Regions from separate parts of the Mus musculus genome. Here region 2 is linked to region 1. The links are chromatin contacts, called in public Hi-C maps. All regions are on one chromosome and are shown on one strand. The core of a region is the stretch at or near the end of the contact, and the rest is flanking DNA. Distances in the headings are between cores, read along the strand shown. Region 1 has its middle 110 kb from the start of Gm22140. Region 2 has its middle 54 kb from the start of Gm3985.

Region 1 (5,163 bases), core at 1,506-4,005:
ATTTCTTTTGCAAAACGAATACAGTATCTGACCCTGTTTCTCTTATCTATATGATATTTGAAGTAAAGAAGGACAAATAGCAAGACGGCTTTCTATTTCCAAAACATGGCGTCTGTGAGAGAAGGCCATTGCTTTTCTCTGTGACTGAATGCCTCACAGACAGGCTGTTCTCTGGTCAGCAACACTGCTTATTTGCCGAGCCTGTCACCAGCAAATGGAAATAGAATCTATAATGAGCCAGACTCAGGGATCAGTCTCTGAAACCTTTTTTTCTTTTCTTTTCTTTTCTTTTCTTTTCTTTTCTTTTCTTTTCTTTTCTTTTCTTTTCTTTTCTTTTCTTTTCTTTTCTTCCTTTTCTTTTTCTTTTTTTTTCTTTTTTTTTTCTTTTGTCTATCTCCTCTTTGTTTGACCAGGTGGGTTCCTTAAAATACCATTATTTAATCGTGGCAAGTGAAAATCTGTTTTCAGGGGACCTGAAAATATCTAAGCCAAGTGTGATGGCTGAGAAGGAGGGAGAGAAGAGAAGAGAACTTCCCTATCATATGGTACAGTGAAAGGCTTGAAAAGACAGAGGTTGGGCTCACAGCTCTGGAAAAGTGGACTGGCCCTGGGTATGGTGGGGGACAGGGCACAGAGAGAATTTAGAGTGGGTCAGGTTTTCTCTATCTCTCCAAGAGTTAGCTATTTCATTTATACATTAAGCCAAGAACATAAAGGAAAATTAACCAGTTATGTAGACTGTTATAAACCCTGATTCCTGGCAAAACTCTTATCCTAGAGGTAGAAGAGAAATGAAGTAACTCAGGAGACAGAGTTAAAGACTCCAGGACACACTGCTTTTGTATCCATTAGCTTATGTTTTTTAAATCTGATTTTTTTTAAAACATAGTTTTAAGTGAGCATATTGGAGTCAGGTAAAGAATTGATGAAAAATTCCAGCAAATCTTCTGTGAAAACTCATGCATATTGATTACAGAAAAGATATACATTCATATGCACATTTTCTTCCTTGTGGCCTGGGAGATAGGGGTGTGTGTGTGTGTGTTCCAAGGTACACTGCTTAATTGTGAAAAAAATGCATAAAGATTAGGGGGAAAGGGCAAATGTATTTTGGTAATAAAGATCTGGATGACAGAAGGGAGAGAGAATCACAAATGTGAGAATACAAACCTTTACATATAAATAAAACACTAACCACAGGAAGAGAACAAATTAAAGTGTATGTTTGATTTTAGCTTTTAGGCCACTAAAAATATAATGTGGCTTTCCCTAAGAATGCCGACAAAGACTAATAATTTGTTTCTAAATGCCAAGAGCACAAGAGTATGTTCAGTACATCACTACTACCTGATATACAGTCTACAACTACAACTCTCCTTTGTAGGAGCGAAAACAAGATGAAATAAATGTATTCCCTAAATATCCACTGGTTTTACTGTGACATGCTGCCTAGAAACATCCTGACCACAAACGCTGTGACTGTCTACAACCTGTGAATGAGGCACAATCGCAAGAGCAGACCCCGGTGTACTTATTTGCCCCAACCCAACGTTACTGAGGCTTGTTTTTCTTTCTTTTGGGTTTACTTAATTCCTGCTAAGATTCTGAGAATGTGAGCTAAAACATACCCAGAGCAGCATGATTTTCCAAAGGCAGCTCTTTGTCCCTTTTTTCCATGCTTCTCAAAAGTTAATCCTGCCTACCAATCATTAAAGGAAGCAGGCCCTTTTACTGTTACACCGCTCTGCATCAGTGTCTATGGGGGTTGACAGAACACACACCCTCTAAGCATCTCACAGCCTTAGGTCCGCGTGTAACTACAACTCATTCGGAATTCTCATTCTAGTTTTCTGCAGAGGCAACAGCACAGCCACAGCGTATAGATAAGAGAGATTTCTTTACCTTTATTTTTAAAAGAGGTTAAAAAAATCATTTCGTGTCTTTTTCTCATGTATCCACAGAGAGAAGGTTAAAACTCCGTAGGTGTAGGTGGTTTGCCTGCCGAGCTGCCTCTGTGGGCCGGGCTCCGTTTACAAAGAAGCAAAAGAAGCAAAAGAAGCAAAAGAGAGGGGAAAAAAAAGGAAAAGGAAAAGAAAAAGAAAAAGAAAAAGAAAGAAAAAAACAACGATAACAAAAAAACCACGATTTTAGAATCTGTTCCAAGCCGTGTTTTGTGGACTGTGATGAATGGCATGTTGCCTTGGTAATTTCAATCTTGTCAAAAGCCTCAGGTTCCCAGCAGCAGAGCCCACCATGATTGGCTCCACCCGAGGGACGTGGATCTCGGGATTCCCTCCTAGCTAGCAGCAGTGACATCACCGCCACTCCTTAGCGGCGCAGGGCTGGCGCGGGAGGAGCGCCGGGAGGGGCGTTGCTGGGGTTTCCAGGGAAACACTGCAGCAGATGGCTAGCCTCAAGGAGCCAGAGCCACACATCTGCAGCGCGGCTGGTGGGGAGGATATTTTTGGAATATCTCTGCTCACTGAGGTCCGGCTAGTTCTGATATTTTCACCTCCATGCCTTTCAACCAGTGGGCTTATTTCTTCCCGAGTTCTTTTATTTCTGGAAAGGGGACTTTCTATTTTTACAGTAAGAACCGAGTCAGAAGGATCCCAACCAATCTTAAACTTCCATACTCCCCAGTTTTCTTTCTAATTCACCGGCCCCTCCTCACCAGACTGTCAAGGTGATTCAAGGAACACAAGGGCACATGTTGCTAAGGTAACGGGATTGAAAACCTGTCTGCGCGTGCAGAAGCATTCTAACCTGGGGTTTCCCTCATTTGCATTTTAAGACTCCTGGGCTGCAGCCTCCATGCAAGCTTAGTCCTTGTAGCAAGAATAAGACACATTTTAAAATAGTGATTGCTACCTCGAGGGTCAGTAAGCAGCTTGTACCACTGTGAGCTTAAATAAATTCAAGAAAAATATCAGGTGCCAACCATTTCCAGCTCCTTGGTGAGTGAACCAGTGCCAGGAAGAACAGGACCCTCTCCTCCACCACATTTTAAAACTGAGAGAAAGGAATTCCCTTTTTGCTTTTCTTCCAGAATTGCCCTTGACAGTATTTTCCAAGGTTAAACTTTGCCTTCACTCTTATTCCTGGTAACTTAGGACATCTCACTCCACATTCACAACAAAGGAGATCTAGGGTGGTGAGTCTTATCTGAAGTGACTGAAGTGAGAGGAAAAGGGTGCCTAGGATAAGAGAATTTCAGGCATGTTGATGTTAGTAAAGCATGAAACAAACACGCTCTCAGAGGTACCCATTCACTCCCCGAAGCGACTTGAATAAAACAACTGCATAGGATTTCTTCCCTGAACTGAACACAAACCAGATGTAATTCCAATAAGCCACAATAACCACACTGTCGAAACAGCATCTTGCGCACTTGTTTCTTGGTAAAGGAGGGGGTCAGGGGAGAGAATTACACTATAATTCTCTCAAATGAAACAGATCAAGTATTTCACAGTGTTTTGGCCCAAAGTTAAAGGGCTTCTGTGCACACTCAAGTGTGCATGAACAGGGAAACTGTAAAATAAAACAGCAGTTTCCTAGTGGATTTTTAGCAAGCCTAGGGACAGCAAACTGGGCAGTATGAAGCTGAAGGGAGAAGACAGGAGTGAAATGATAGCATTTGGGCAAAGGGGTCTGAATTCTTGGTGGTATGTTTCCACAGACTTGGAACTGCTTTTGTTCATTGGGAGGGGGGCAGGGGGATTCCCTTTAGTTTTGAAACCTAGGTGCACATCTTCTCTTCACTTTCACTGAGCTAAAGTTGCATAAAAGTCATTCCATGAAAGTGAGGGAGGAGATACATGAGAATGGCATTATTCCCATGGGTGGCACTTTCTGACCTGTGTGATGAGACTCAAGGTTTGTGGCGAAGGATTAACTCCGGTAAATTTCTGTGCCATGACAAGAATGCTCGTAATCATTCCAAGGGACCGTGATTTCTGTGATATCACCCACATTTCAGTGAGTGCTTGAAAATCATGCTTCTTGTTATTGAAGAAGCAAAGCTGCCCATTGATTCACCCACACTGGCAAGTGCTTAATAAGTTATAGTCTAACACCATAACACCATCAGCACAAGGAATAGAAGAATATATATATATAATTCTTCCTGACATGAAGTGTTTGTTTCCCAGGTTTGATTTTTGATTCTGGATAATGACTTTGAACATTGAGAGATCTTGTGTCTCTTGTCTAGAATAAACTGATTTTAAGTCTGTGACCACAAGGGCAAGGTTCATTCTTCCTTCTTCAACACTGAGCAACTTGATACATGAGATAAAGAACTGACTCAGCAGAAATAAACATTTAAAGACATCACTGGTCCAGCAGATACTTGCAGATGAGGATGCTGCATCTGTCAAGGCACCTGCTTCTACAGAGGCCACATGTGCAAGGAGAAATCTCACCCCAAAGCCATTTCTTGTGGACTACATGGAGACTAGAAACAGTTTCTAGTAGGATGGTTCGAATCCCTGGTGTTCCCCAAAGAGCCATGTGTTAAAAGGTTCAGTCCTTGGTACAGTGATGCTAGGTGATAGTTCGTTGTGGTTACTGGCCCACTTGTAATCCTAACATGTGGGTCAAAGACAGTGGGATCCCCACTACAGTCTACTAGCTACATCAGCCTGACTTGGTGAGCTCTGAATACAAGTGAGAGACTCCATATACAAGATGCAAAGTGACTAAGTAAGAGGATAACTCATGTTAATCTCTGGCCTCCACAAGCATGTCTGCCTGCCCAACATGTGAATGGGCATACATAGTACATGTATGCCATATGAATACACATGCACACATGCAGGAGACACAGTCATGTCAATGTCACAGAGGCAACAGGGATCATGGTTGGTGTTCACCTCTCTATGGAGAACTCAGTCTGGAGCCTGGCGTATAGCAGGGATGAACTAGAATGCATTTCACATGACCAGGGCTGCGTTTTTGTTTTGTCTCATGATGTGCTTGGTTACGCGTTCAGCATTGTCTGATGAAGAGAAGATACCCAGTAAACATCTCCAGGTTTGGAAGTTGATTTTTAAAAGATAAATTAACCTATTTTGTAAATAAACATGGGGACATTTTTTGGGGAGGGCACAGGAATATTCTTGGTAATGGATAAATGCTCCCTCTTTACCCACCTGTGTTGTT
Region 2 (5,225 bases), core at 2,150-4,649, 710 kb after region 1:
GCTGGATTCTGCTCATCTGCTGCCCTCAGTGGGGCCCATCCTCAATGCCTCCTACAACAATCCATTCCCATGGGAAATTTTTGAGCTGAAATGCCCAATGACAACATATCAGACAGGGTTTGGTTAGAAATGTAAATGGTACTATAGGCATTTGACTTTACAAATATGAGCCCTGGATGAACCAAAAGGATACTGTTTTTGTGTCTTGTGCTCCAGTCTGAAGCCCACATCAGCAAGACAGGCTCTAACAGGAGAAGAAAGGGATGATTATAAACTTGTAGGCAGGGAACAGCACACACCAGAAGTTGTGAGGTTGAGATGACCATCTAGAAGAATGTTCAAGAACATCCTATATGGGTCCTCCTTATCATCTCACCACATAAGCACCTAGACAGGAAGCCCAAGGAAGATCCCATGAGAGACGGGAATCCTGACACCAAAGCAGTGTGCCAGTGGAAGGTAATAAAGATAAGTCACAGCAGCACACTGCTCCTGGCGGTTCTTGTCATCGTGAGAGAGTGGCGGACAGAAACAATTTAACAAAGGAAGAATTTGTTTTAGCTCATAGTATCAGGGGATGGTTGTTGTACTTGGCAGAAGTATATTCCATAAGTACTCAAGAAAAATCTATGATTGTAATAAGCTGCTTCTGGCAGTGTACAGTATGAAGAAATGGAGAGGGGATGGTGTATGAGAAACTGTTGTAACAGGTTTGGTGGTGAGGGAAACAGAATGTGGACAAGTGTGGGGGATTGCAGGCTGGTATCCAGTTGAGCTGAGGTCTGAAACCCGATGGTCATAATTCACCTACATGACATGGTAGGTGTTCCCTCATGCTCCTGGAACTCTGGCCCCTGCCTAAGTTACTGCCCCCACAGCCCCCACGACAGAAGCATGGTCAGTAGTAAGGAAAGCAATGGCCCAAGCTTCTGACCTTCAGGCCAAACTCCTCCCCAGTTACCTAGCAACAGTGAAGACCATAAAAGGGTCTGTTAGGCCCCCACCTTGCTCTCTTACTCTTGCTCTTTTGTCCTCTTACCACTCACTTCTCTCTTCTCTCTCCCTTCTTTTTGTCTTCTCTTCTCTTCCCTTTCTCCTTGTCTTCTCCTCTCCTCTCCTCTCCTCTCTCCTCACTTTTTCTCTAGCTCTCTCTCTCTCTCTCTCTCTCTCTCTCTCTCTCTCTCTCTCTCTCTCTCCCTCCCTCCCTCCCTCCCTCTCTTCTCTCTTTCTCCCTGCATTTCTATAATAAAACTCTTAAACCATAGAGAGTCTCTGCTCCATCTAGATCTCCTGTGCTCTCTGGTCAGTGTTTGGGAACCTCTTCCCATATCCCCCTCTCTCTTACAACCCCAGGGCTTTAGCAAGGGAGTTCCAGGGTCCCAGGTTGAGGGTTGTCCCTTCTCCACTCCCTGTGGGGTCAGAGGCTTAGATGCTCACCCACCAGGGCTGAGCAGAAAGCACCTGGCAGTCTCCCCGCATCCGCCTGCCCAGAGCACAGGAACTCTGGCCAGATGTCGCATATTTGTCCTTCCCATCTTCCCCAGAGCCTCCCCAGCCCCTCCCGCTTTTTGTTGTTGTTGTTCCCAACAGGGCAGTGAAGGGGAACAAAAGTCAAAGGGTTTCTGCTTCGTGTTTTGAGAAGAGATGCTATGTGATATTTACATGCTTGTGTATATAGATAGCAGGTAGCATAAACTGCTAGTCCAGGATGGAGAAGAGCCACTGCAAGGACAAGGCACTTAGAAAGGTCAGGGGATTGCAATCTCATAGGAAGAACAACAGTATCAACCAACCGGACCTCCCAGAGCTCCCAAGGACTAAACCACCAATCAAAGAGTATATACATGGAGCGACCCATGGCTCCAACTATATATGTAGCAGAGGATGGCCTTATCTGGCATCAATGGGAGGGGAGGCCCTTGGTCCTGTGGATGCTCTATGGCCCAGCATAGGGGATGATAGAGGGGTGAGGTGGGAGTGGGAGGGTGAGTGGAGAGCACCCTCATAGAGGCAAATGGGTGGGGGGATGGGATGGTGGGTTTGCAGAGGGAAGACTGGGAAGGGGGACATTTGAAACAACCTCCATGACAGTAGAGAGAGAGGGGAGAATTGGGAGTATGCAGCAGGACTGCTCAGCATTCAACTTAGTGCCCCTAAGCAGAGCCTGTGTGTCTCAGTACTTGTGCAGTGCTGACTCTGAGCAGCCACTCAGAACATGTCAATAAATTATGCAAAAATGCAATGAAGGCAGAAGTTACAAAGAAGAGATAAATAACAGAGGAAGGGTTATCACATCCTGAGGACCCCATTCAGATCAAAGCTCCATTCAGTAAGGGACCATCAAGCCCAAAGATTGAGGCATCGTGAAAATGAAATTTGTAAGATCTAAACAGACAAGAGAGGACAGTAAATCCTGGTAAAAAGAGAACATGTCATACTTTGGTATTAAGCCAATTTCAAATCCAATCTCAAAGCGCGTGCTTCAAAATATAGATTTAAAAAAAAAAAACAGTCTCACAGAAGTATTACTCAAAAGCAAGTGTGATTTCGGATCACTTTTCAATACCATGTTTATTTTGGGAAAATCAAAAACGGCCGAACCTTGTCATCTGTTCCCCGGGTTCTTTTCTCTTCTCGTTCTCTTGCCTCTCCAGTTGCCTTCATTTAAAAACTGTCACATGCGCTGTCAGAAGACTAGGTTACAGCTTGAATTGCAAAAGCAAATAATGAGCAGTTTCTTTTTGTAAAAGGGAGATTACATCCCCCTCAACTGCATGTGATGACAGCAGAGACAATGGAACTGGCGAGAATTTTCTCTCAGGGTACCTTTCTCTAAGATGGAATAGACTCTTTGATCTCTAAAGGCTACTACTTAATAAGCAATCTCAAGTCTAGCCTGCTCCTCCTAGGAAGAAAGTTGAAATCCAAGCCCCAAACACTGTCTGCCTGCAGGTTCTCCCTAGAGCAGGAACCAGGCATCTTTGGTATAACTTAGCATCTTTCTCTGGCTGCCTTTGGAGGGCATCAGCCCTTACTGTCCTGTTCCCCTCTTACCATCTCTACCTGGCTCTTACCTAAAACCCTTTCACTGAATATCTCCTTGTTAGCTATTTCACAAGTCAGGAATCCTGTTGTTTCCTAAGCGTGTTAAATCATGTGAATCCTTTAGTATGCTCATAAAATATAAGATTCTCACAGAATCCTCCCTTGGATGTCATGAATCAATAGGTCTGGGACTGTGCCCAGGCTGCTCCATTAAAATGTAAATGCCTCAAAGCAGATATGAGAACCCTGGGCTCCTGTTTTATTCATTTTAGTTTGTTTGTATCTCTCCTCTTTCAGAGAACTGGAGGGTGCACGAGCCACAAAGTGGCCTGAAAGAAACTTTGCCAGATTCACAGTGTGAGGATCATTATCCCAAGCTGCCTGTCACTACTCAGCTGGGTAGCCATAGAAACACTGTGCCCCTCCCCCCACCTCCTAACACACCTGCACTGTAAGAGCTCTGGGGTCCATAGCCCCAAGGATCTCAGCTCTGAGCAAATGCCAAAAGGAACCATTCCCATCTGCCATCTGCTAAACGGTTAGTTGTATGCCCACAAAAGGCATATGGAATGTCCTAACTCCTACTCTTCCATCATGTGACCTTATGTGTGAACAGAAGGGGTCCCCACACCGTGATACAGCTTTGTCTTCCCATTCTCTCCTTCTCTTCCTCTTTTCTTCTTAATAATCCATCAAGCAGATATACTTACAGGGATAGGACTAGCTGTCCATTGAAACATTGTGAACCTGGGGCCATATTCTTCAAAAAGAAATAGGCTTTCTGTCCCCTGGAAGCCACCAGTTGTCACTAGCTCCTCAGCTAGGGGTGGGGCTTCATGACTTCATCCTACTCACTGATAAAATGTTGACTGCCTTGAACTCAGTCAAACACAGATGTTGTTGGTTTATGAATGTAGTGGCCTGGTCAAGTCTAGAAGGAACTGTTTTGCCCTGGTTCTCCCAATCTCTGGTTCTTAAAATCTTTCTACTTCCTCTTCTGCAGTTTTCTTAACTAGCTTACTTTGTCCTTATCTATCAGAGGAGAACAATTTTAAGTATCCATAACATTGTGTGTGTGTGTGTGTGTGTGTGTGAGAGAGAGAGAGAGAGAGAGAGAGAGAGAGAGAGAGAGAGAGAGATTCATATAAAGATTTACTGAGATAACGTGAACAATAGTTAACCCATTGTCAATGTACACAACCTGTACTCATCAGGCATTAAGGGAATCCCATTAAGGGATTCTCTGGATCAGACTGAACTGTGAAGGATTTTTTTTAATTGAGTTCATTGAAGAGGGAAGAGGTACCCTGAGTATGGGCTGCACTATTTCATAGGCTGGGTCCTGAAATGATGGACAAAGTGAGCAAGTCCATTCATGCAATTATGTCTCTCTGGTCTGACTCTGGATGTCAGGATGACTGGCTACTTCGAGCTCCTCCTGCTCTGACTTCCCCATAAGGTTGGAAACTGTCAGGTAAAATAAACCCTTTCCCCCCTAAACTGCTTTTGCTAAGATATTTTATCAAAGCAATATAAAATAAACTGGGGACACATATAAACAGCAATTTACATGGTGTCTGCTATACAGCAAGACTGAGCAACTGTTAGTAATTTCATTATCATACATAGTATATGGGATAAATTTGCTCACCCTTTTCTCTATACATATATCTTGCCATCACTATCATGGCTACCATCATCCTCATTATCAAGTCTTATATTTGGAAAGCATTATGGATATTTAAAGTCTATGGAATGACCCCTTGTTGGATACAAACAAGATGAAACAGAATGCTTGATAGCATAAAAGCAAGGAAAACAGAAAATTAAGAAACATTAAGGAAGCATTTATTCCAAACCATTCAAAAAATAAATACCAGCTCTAACAAATATAGGCATTTTCATCCACCTAGAATTCCAGAATATGACCTTATCTGGAAATAGCTTTTTAAAAGAAATTAGTTGAGAGATGGTAACACTGTATTCAACCATACTCTTCATGTTATATGATTGATATTTTATTTATCTTATCATAAAGAGGCAAATATTCTTCTCCTGAGTTGTAAAAGCATAAAAATAGAGAGTAGAGATTTAAATACAGAAGGTCACTTTTTAAATAAAATGGACAGAAGTTTTTCAATTTAAAAAAATCTATAGTCAAATGTTAACTTCAATTCCTC

What was found. Hi-C and Micro-C count contacts between places; a contact is called where the count stands out from the background.
Region 2: a Hi-C map of cortical neurons shows a contact between it and region 1, with 2.7 times the contacts expected there. The contact joins two enhancer-like sites. A contact is called at or near these places in 3 of 484 Hi-C or Micro-C datasets (adipose-derived mesenchymal stem cells, cerebral cortex and cortical neurons), 1 of 115 datasets of contacts at active chromatin or transcription factors (astrocytes) and 1 of 9 other capture datasets (embryonic stem cells).

Annotation. Positions count from the first base shown.
Region 1 is chr8:32,290,931-32,296,093 of GRCm38.p6, forward strand. It overlaps a transcript of Nrg1 not described here. Among named protein-coding and RNA genes, the nearest start is that of Gm22140, 110 kb to the left of the region's middle. Within about 2 kb of position 2,756, at least 164 of the 459 cell types and tissues checked have an H3K27ac peak or open chromatin away from gene starts, as enhancers often do. A contact at or near this core is called in cortical neurons, where this site is marked.
Region 2 is chr8:33,001,377-33,006,601 of GRCm38.p6, forward strand. No RefSeq gene overlaps it. Among named protein-coding and RNA genes, the nearest start is that of Gm3985, 54 kb to the left of the region's middle. Within about 2 kb of position 3,400, at least 19 of the 459 cell types and tissues checked have an H3K27ac peak or open chromatin away from gene starts, as enhancers often do. A contact at or near this core is called in cortical neurons, where this site is marked.